Linked DNA regions of Danio rerio: region 2 is linked to region 1. Evidence: chromatin contacts called from public HiChIP or PLAC-seq data. All regions are on one chromosome and are shown on one strand. The core of a region is the stretch at or near the end of the contact, and the rest is flanking DNA. Distances in the headings are between cores, read along the strand shown. Region 1 holds the start of prdm12a (PR domain containing 12a). Region 2 holds the start of fubp3 (far upstream element (FUSE) binding protein 3).

Evidence for each region. HiChIP or PLAC-seq counts read pairs in DNA pulled down with a chosen protein or histone mark.
Region 2: an H3K4me3 HiChIP or PLAC-seq map of gastrula embryo shows a contact between it and region 1, with 2.6 times the contacts expected there. The contact joins the promoter of fubp3 here to the promoter of prdm12a in region 1. A contact is called at or near these places in 2 of 4 datasets of contacts at active chromatin or transcription factors (embryo and gastrula embryo).

Annotation. Positions count from the first base shown.
Region 1 is chr5:1,386,082-1,390,993 of GRCz12tu, forward strand. It overlaps prdm12a (PR domain containing 12a), which reads right to left and starts at 1,655. Exons shown (of 5, transcript XM_073951804.1): 1 at 1,417-1,655. The coding sequence starts at 1,627.
Region 2 is chr5:1,458,468-1,463,551 of GRCz12tu, forward strand. fubp3 (far upstream element (FUSE) binding protein 3) reads right to left here and starts at 2,304. Exons shown (of 19, transcript NM_001007776.1): 1 at 2,196-2,304. The coding sequence starts at 2,294.

The DNA of each region.
Region 1 (4,912 bases), core at 405-2,904:
ATCCAAACGAAAGCTGTATTTACTGTTAATGCAATAATAGCGTGCATTTCACGATTATACATAAACTGACAACGTGGTTTTAGCCGAAATCCCCCAACAGTTTTGCTGAAATAAACGAATTTACCCACTAATTAATTTGAACGGCATCACCTCTTTCAGCACTTCACAAACACGCATCTGCCCAATTCAGTCAATAAAATCCTTCATATTTACAGCTCAGTCAGACTGAAGCAACATGCGCAACAGATCAAATCAAAATACAAACACAATCCTCTCCAGCAGACTGATCGCACGCTAATGTTCAGCATAAGACATCATTTAAAACAACAACAAACTTATTAAATCGACACCTTATTCAGACAAGCGGAAAAGAAAAAAAGGTTAAAGGACATGAAGAAATAAAGTCAAAAGGAGGAAGATAATCCACGTTTTAACAGCTAATTAATTAAATTAGTATTTAAGTAATTAATAAGTAATTAATAACAAAAATAAGCATGGAAGAATTTACTGGATTAAACGCAACAGCTTGGATAGATGAACACCGCTAAATCATTATAAATGAATCCTCAAATGATGATTGTTTAACTGTTTGTTTTATCCTGAAATGTTGATTGTGAAATACTGTAGCTGCCCTGCTTCTCTAATAACACTGTCATCTGTTTAAAAAAATAACCTGCAAATCTGCACAGCTAAAAGTATAATCATCAGAAACAAAACTTTAAACCTTTCACATTGTGCAAATGAAGGGAAAAAGTGTTTCCCTGCATCACAAAGAAAAAGGAGAGAGAGAAAGAGTCCACCCCAAACCCCACAGCATTTACACTCACTTGACAAAATTAAACAATAGTACTACAAAATTAAACGACTTCAGTCATGACTAGGGGGAAACTGATCCTATCCTGCTATTAAAGCCTGTCACAGAAAGAGAGAGAGACACACACACCTCACGCGTGTCTAGATGAACCATAGTTAATATACAGAACATTAATTATTACTGTCTGTTTATCCTAAAATGTTGATTGTTATATGTAGAGTTCATTCATTCACTTTCCTTCAGCTCAGTCTCTGATTTAGGGTCATCAACAACTCCGGCATTTGCTTTACGCAGCGGATGCGCTTCAAGCCGCAACCCAGTAGTGGGAGGTTATTCTGGTTATTGTTATATTTATTATTTTTGTTTTGATCTTAAGAAAACTTTCAGCTTTCATCCAAGTAGCCCTAAAACTATTCAACAGCAGCAATTCCTGCTTTAGAGTAATTTAGAAAAGCGTGACTCCACTCAGATGTTGATGTAAACTGTATAAAGCTTTGGCAACACATGTACAACACTCATCATGCAAGTCGAGCAGCTTCTGAACCTAATGTGGAGAGAGAGATTCTGCTGTTCATCTGTAACAGAGTGGATCAGAGCTGTACCTCCGCTGAAGGACTGCGCCAGCGCCTCGGCGGTGAAGGCCGTCCGCGGGCTCTGCTCCTCCGGCTGCGCGCTCCTCCAGCGCCCGTACAGGAAGCTGTGCAGGATCTCCGAGCTGATGATGACGTCACACACCGGGCCGCGGAACCGGGACTTCAGCAGCAGCGCCGGCGGCACCGGCACTGACGGATCGGCGGGCAGGACTGAGCCCATCACTGCACACTCACACACACACTCTCTCACCGAGCGGAGGACATGAGCCTCTTATAGGAGCCCAGCGGCCCCCATCACTTATTAATGACTGACACACACACACACACACACACACACACACAGACACACAATTTCTCTTTCACACACTTTCCCTATATTTCTCTCTCTCTCTCTCTCTCTCTCTCTCTCTCTCTCTCTCTCTCTCACACACACACACACACACACACACACACACACACACAATTTCTCTTTCACACACTCTCTCTCTCACTCTCTCTCACACACACACACACACTAACACTTCTCCATTTTCATCACTCTTAACACACACACACACACTATTTCTCTCTTTCACACACTTTCTCTCTCTCTCACACACACTTTTTCTCTTTGCATCTCTCTTAACACACACACACACACACACTTTCCCTTTTATTAGTAATTAATAATTATATAACACCAACTCTGGATACACACCGTATCTCTGCTCTCTTGCACACAAACACACAAATCCCCGCCGCCCCTTTAAAGACGCAAATCGGCTGCAGGTCTTTGTAAGGAGGGAGAGGGAGAGAGAGTGTGTGTGTGTGTGTGTGTTAATCTGACAGCAGTGGATCAGCTCAGCACCTGTATTAGAGACTATTAACACATCACAGCCTACAATTACACACATTTAACCAGCTGTTCAAGCGCTCTCACACACACACACACACACACACACACACACACACACACACACACACACACACACACACACACACACACACACACACACACACACACACACAGTCTCTCTCGTGACAGATCATTATTCTATACTTCACACACTTTCTCCTCTTCAGAAATCTCATTAACCAGAGCAAGTTTACTAATTCAGGAGATTAGCACATCATGCGGAAATACACACACACACACACACACACACACACGCACACACACACACACACACACACACACACACACACACACACGCACACACACACACGCACAGATAATCACTCAAGCGTTCACTCACTCAGTCATTCAGCACTCATTTATTTCATTCCTTCATTCTTTTGTTCAATCACTGATTCATCCAGCTGTTCAGTCACACATTCGATCATTCAGCCGATAATTGTTCATTCGTTCATGGATTCATTCATTCATCAGCTGATTCACATCTCATGCAGCAATTTACCTTTATCAACAAATCCATTCATTCATTCTCCTTCAGCTTTGTCCTTTATCAGGGGTTGCAACAGCGTAATGAACCGCCAACTACTCCAGCATATGTTTTATACAGCGGATGCCCTTTGAGCTGCAACCCAGTACTGGGAAACACGCATTCACACTCATACACTACGGCCAGTTTAGTTGATCAGTTCCCCTATAGCGCATGTGTTTGGACTGTGGGGGAAACCGGAGCACCCAGAGGAAACCCACACCAACACGGGGAGAACATGCAAACTCCACACAGAAACACCAACTGACCCAGCCGAGACTCAAACCAGCGACCTTCTTGCTGTGAGGACTCTGAGCCACCGTGCCGCCTGATCAACAATTTACTCATCAAAATGAAACACCACAGAACTGTTAAAGTTGTAAGGTGAAGTGTGCATTCAGTGTTTGCTTTGCTGAACTTGAACTTGCTGAAATGAAAAGAACTAATGCTGAAAACACTACATGCTTACTGAACATCATCGCCACGCAAACACTACAACTGTAAATCAGATGAGAATTAAAAATCAGATTACTGAAACTGCTGTTTATCCCCCACGACTTACAAACAGCTCAGTTCAGGAGTTCTCTGTAGCTAATGTGTGCTACATGGAAAATACACCTGCAAAAGCCACAAAGGAAAACCACTGACAAACACAAACATGCAACAGTGTCCGTCTCTCTCTCTCTCTCTGTGTGTGTGAGAGAGAGAAGGAGAAACCACACACACACACAGGCCTGAGGGCAGAAAGAAAATCATCAGTGTTTAAAAATCCATTTAGCTCAATGAATCCTCCCACAAACCACCACTGAACACACACACACACACACACACACACACACACACACACACGGAAAAGCGGATGCATTAGACTGACTGCAGGTCAGAGTTTAAGATCATCTGTAATGGAAAACTAAAGGCTTCAGTCTTGATCAACTCTGAAATCTACAAGACAAGCAGAAAACAACTGTCCACCTTCAGGCGATGCACATATTACTGTAACTCAAACTGTCCATTACAATTTTAAATATGTATATCTATATCTATCTATCTATATATCATCAACTATTATCATTACCTCTGCAACTTGATTATCTTAAACTACATTACTGTCAACTCTGTTATCAACTGTTATCGTAAAGTCCGCAACTCTGTAATCAGCTGTTATTGTCAACTCCCCAACTCTATTATCAACTGTTATCATTACCTCCGCAACTCTGTTATAGTCATTTCCATTATCGTCAACTCCACAACTCTGTTATAGTCATTTCCATCAACGTCAACTGCACAACTGTTATAGTCATTTCCATTATCGTCAACTCCGCAACTCTGTTATAGTCATTTCCATTATCGTCAACTCCACAACTCTGTTATAGTCATTTCCATCAACGTCAACTGCACAACTGTTATAGTCATTTCCATTATCGTCAACTCCGCAACTCTGTTATAGTCATTTCCATTATCGTCAACTCAACAAACTCTGTTTTAGTCATTTCCATTATTGTCAACTCCACAACTCTGTTATAGTCATTTCCATTATCGTCAACTCCACAACTCTGTTATTGTCATTTCCATTATCGTCAACTACACAAATGTTATAGTCATTTCCCTTAACGTCAACTCTACTACTGTTATAATCATTTCCATTATCGTCAACTCAACAAACTCTGTTATAGTAATTTCCATCAACGTCAACTCCACAACTCGGTTAGTCATTTCCATTATCGTCAACTCCACAACTCTGTTATAGTCATTTCCATTATCGTCAAGTCCACAACTCTGTTTTAGTCATTTCCATTATCGTCAACTCCACAACTCTGTTATAGTCATTTCCATTATCGTCAACTCCACAACTCTGTTATAGTCATTTCCATTATTGTCAACTCAACAACTCTGTTATAGTCATTTCCATTATTGTCAACTCAACAACTCTGTTATAGTCATTTCCATTATTGTCAACTCAACAACTCTGTTATAGTCATTTCCATTATTGTCAACTCAACAACTCTGTTATAGTCATTTCCATTATTGTCAACTCCACAACTCTGTTATAGTCATTTCCATTATTGTCAACTCAACAACTCTGT
Region 2 (5,084 bases), core at 1,054-3,553, 73 kb after region 1:
ACATATGAAATAATATGGACAAACTAAGACTTGAGCATAAAAAGAGCTGATCTGTGCACATGTACAACATGCTCTACTGTATGAACCTCCAAAATGAACATTAATTAATTATAACCTTGATCTTGCGTACATGTAGTTCTCCACATAGAACTTCTGATGATAGTAGGATTACAGCTACTAAAAATACTATTATAAGTAGATCTACATGCAACACTGGTAAATTTAATGAACAAACTAAGATTTTTAAGCATAAAAGTGCTAATCTGAGCACATGGACAACATGTTTTACTGTACTGCGATGTCAAAATCAGCATTTTAATTAACTATATCCTTAATTTTGACTAGATATGGTATTGCATGTGGAGATAAAAATATGATTACAATTACTGAATGACGAACAAAGTAGGTGTATATGCAATAATATTCATTTTAATGGACAAACTAAGATTTTGAGCATATATAGAGCTCATCTGAGCATATATACAGCATAATACACTGTAAGAAACCTCAAAACGAGCATTTTCATTCATTATAATCTTAATTTTATGACTAGATATAGGATTACACGTACAATTATGCTTGATTGTAAGATTACAGCTACTAAAATGCTGTTATTAGTAGATATACATGTAATACTGGTACTTTCAAAGATTTTTAAGCATAAAAGTGCTAATCTGAGCACATGGACAACATGTTTTACTGTACTGCGATGTCAAAATCAGCATTTTAATTAACTATATCCTTAATTTTGACTAGATATGGTATTGCATGTGGAGATAAAAATATTATTACAATTACTGAAAGACAAATATAAAGTATGTGTATATGCAATAATACTCATTTTAATGGACAAACTAAGAATTTTGAGCATATATAGAGCTCATCTGAGCATATATACAGCATAATACACGGTAAGAAACATCAAAACGAGCATTTTCATTCATTATAATCTTAATTTTAGGACTAGATATAGGATTACACGTACAATTTTGGATGATTGTAAGATTACAACTACTAAAAATGCTATAATTAGTAGATATACATGTAATACTGGTACTTTTAAAGAGTTTTAAGCATAAAACTGCTAATCTGAGCACATGTACAACATGTTTTACTGTACTGCGATGTCAAAATCAGCATTTTAATTAACTATATCCTTAATTTTGACTAGATATGGTATTGCATGTAGAATCTGAGACAAAAATAATATTACAATTACTGAAAGACGAACATAAAGTAGGTGTATATGCAATAATACTCATTTTAAAGGACAAACTAAGAATTTTGAGCATATATAGAGCTCATCTGAGCATATATACAGCATAATACACTGTAAGAAACATCAAAACGAGCATTTTCATTCATTATAATCTTAATTTTATGACTAGATATAGGATTACACGTACAATTTTGGATGATTGTAAGATTACAGCTACTAAAAATGCTATTAGTAGATATACATGTAATACTAGTACTATTAAAGAGTTTTAAGCATAAAAAGTGCTAATCTGAGCACATGTACAACATGCCACACTGTTTAAAATATAGAAATTAGCATGTTTGACGATTATAAAGCTGATTTAAGTCATGAAATTATATATGCAAGGGTAAAATCAGATTATAACACTAAGAAATGCTCATGTCACACACACACATGCACTGTTAAATGAGTATGGAAGTGATAAGGCCACACACACACACGCTCTCTGACAGCTGAAGATCTTTCCTCAGTCCAGAAACCGCTGCGAGCACATGATCATGTGTGTGTGTGTGCAGTACATGAACAAACTTCACACTACGCAAACTTCGCGACTGTTGCGCGACGCGTGGAGTGTGTGTGTGTGTGTGTTCAGTCAGTGTGAGTCGAAAGAAGTTTTGAGTGTGTGAGAGTGTGTGTGTGTCAGCAACAAGTAGTCTCAGTGTGCTGCTAGTGTTTTGTAGTTTTTTGTGCGAGTAAAGTTGCTGTCAGGCGTGTGTGTGTGTGCGTGTGAACATCGTGTTTGACGATTGTTGTGTTGTGGCCTTAATCTGTGCGAGTGTGTGTGTGTGTGAGTGTGTGTGCTGGAGTTTTAAAGCTCCTGCAGCAGTAGCAGCTAACAGGCTACACACACTCAGTCCAAACGCGCACTCATTAAACACACACACACACTCATACACGCACTCCTACACACACACACATTCGCGGGAGCGCGTACCTGTCGCGCGCGGTGAAACGGGTCCGTGAATCCGTCCGCCTTCATCCCGGGTTGAGCCACCGAGGCCTGTCCCTGCACCAGCTCCGCCATCATCATCATCACACACACTTACACACACTGACACACACGGCCACATAAACACACACACAGCGCACACGACCGACCCCGGAACAGGAAACAGGCCGCGGAGCAACGCGAGACTTCAGAGAGGCGCGAGACTCCGCGAGAGTTCACACACGTGGTTCCTCAGCAGATGCTGTACTGAATCAAGAGTTCATGAGATTCATATTTATTAATTAAAGAGCTTAAACTGATCTGATGTGTACGGTTAAGATGTGTTTATTTAATGTACATGTGTATTTGATTCACTTCTTTTGGAGTGTTTTTACATTAATGACTAATTATCGGTTATGTAAAGCACTTTCAGTGATCACTGCGTGGGGCAAAATGTTTATTTCTAAACTATTAAAGCTTATTTCAGCTACAGAATAAAAACAGAGAAACCTATGATTGCTGGATATAATTTGTGTATTTAATATAGCGCATTTCCAGCGCTCAACTCATTAATCTGAGAAGGAAAATACAATATTTGAGATATTATATATTAAAATTCAGAATTTAAGGGGAAAGATATTTCGATTAGCCAGATTTAAACTCAGAAATGCAAGAACAACATCAGAATTTTGAGTGAAACCCGTGAAAACATTACAATTTAGCCTATTGAGGTAAACTCAGAATTAACAGCCTAATTATTTGTAAGACGGTCATTCATTGATTCATTCATTTTCCTTCGGCGTAGTCCCTTATTTATCAGGGGTCGCCACAGCGGAATGAACCTCCAACTATTCCATCATTCACTCACCAGCCACTTTATTAGGTACACCTGTCCGACTGCTCCTTAATGCAAATTTCTAATCAGCCAATCACATGGCAGCAACTCAATGCATGTAGACATGATCAAGAGGATCTGCTGCAGTTCAGAGCGAGCATCAGAATGGGGAAGAAAGGGGATTTAAGAGACTTTGAACGTGGCATGGTTGTTGCTGCCAGACGGGCTGCTCTGAGTATTTCAGAAACTGCTGATCTACTGGGATTTTCACGCACAACCATCTCTAGGGTTTACAGAGAATGCTCCGACAAAGAGGAAATATCCAGTGAGCGGCAGTTCTGTGGGCGCAAATGCCTTGTTGATGAGGCCAGAGGTCAGAGGAGAATGGCCAGACTGGTTCCAGCTGACAGAAAGGCGACAGTAACTCAAATAAGCACTCGTTACAACCGAGATCTGCAGAAGAGCATCTCTGAACACACAACACGTCCAACCTTGAGGCGGATGGGCTACAGCAGCAGAAGAGCACACCGGGTGCCGCTCCTGTCAGCTAAGAACAGGAAACTGAGGCTACAATTCACACAGACTCACCAAAACTGGACAATAGAAGATTGGAGAAACGTTGCTGCTCTGATGAGTCTCCATTTCTGCTGACACATTCAGATGCAGATGTGGTGGAACGGGAGATTGGCATCATGGATGTGCAGCCGACAAATCTGCAGCAACTGTGTGATGCTATCATGACAACATGGAGCAAAATCTCTGAGGAATATTTCCAGCAGCTTGTTGAATCTACAACACCAAAGATTAAGGCAGATCTGAAGGTAAAAGGGGTCCAACCCGGTACTAGTGAGGTGTACCTAATAAAATAGCCGGTGAGTTTATAGTTTACTGGGTAGGCGTTTCTGTGTGGAGTTTGCATGTTCTCCCTGTGTTGCTGTGGATTTCCTCCGGGTGCCCCCACAGTCCAAATACATGCGCTATAGGGGAATTGATGAACTAAATTGGCTTTAGTTTATGAGTGTGTGTGTGTGAATAAGTGTGTATGGGTGTTTCCCAGTGCTGGGTCATTGCTGAAAAGGCATCCACTGTGTAAAACAAAAGCTGGATAAGTTGACGGTTCATTCCGCTGAAACACAGCTACTGACTCTGAGTGAACTCTTTCAGCACATGTGGAAGCATCTGAGAACATCTGGCAACATCTGCGGTTCTGGCCGGGCCACAAGTTAAAGACATTTAAATTGCCATCGATTTTGGAGCTGCTTATGCAGATTGGTTCAGTGGTGTGAATGACAGACAGAGTATCAGGTGTAGGTCACAGTCTGAACACCATTTATCGGAAGAACAGCTGACTACACTGCTTTATAATGCAGCTCTGCTGAATGCTGGATTCTGATTGGTTGATGGTCACTCTCAGGTGTTTGGTTATTGTCAGGTAAAGGCACAGCTAAAGTAGTTCCAGCAGGTTTAGAGTGCATTATAGATCTATATCACTCCGCTGAATGATTAGAGGTATTCAACAGCTACAACAGTCAGAATTCACAGCAGAACACAACAGAAGGAGATGTAAAGGACACTAGTATTACACACAAAAGAAGCTTGAGGAGGACACACACCTGACTATCACACTCTCAAACACATCTCAGTGGATTCAACAGCGGTGCTGGAGACCAGAGGAGAAGTCACCTTCCCACACCCAGTAGAGTTATGGTGTGGAAAAGCCCCAAAGAAGCATCCCACCCTGACTGCTGACGCCCAAAGTGAAGCATGGGGGTGGATCAGTCATGGTTTGGACTCAATATCATGGTGTTCCCTAGGCCCAATACTGCTGCTAGATGGGTCAGGAGGAACAATGCGGGTTTCATCCAGGCCGTGGAGGGTTCGTGGGAGTATGCCCAACCAGTCCACATGTGTTTGGTGGACCTGGAGAAGGGCTTTGTTAAGGGCTGTCTGGTATGGAGTTAGATTAGTCTCAAGAGTAATACATTTATGAAATAAACTTCATACACAATTCACATTTACAAAATCCAATTTGTATATTCTAAGCAAAATTCGTAAATACA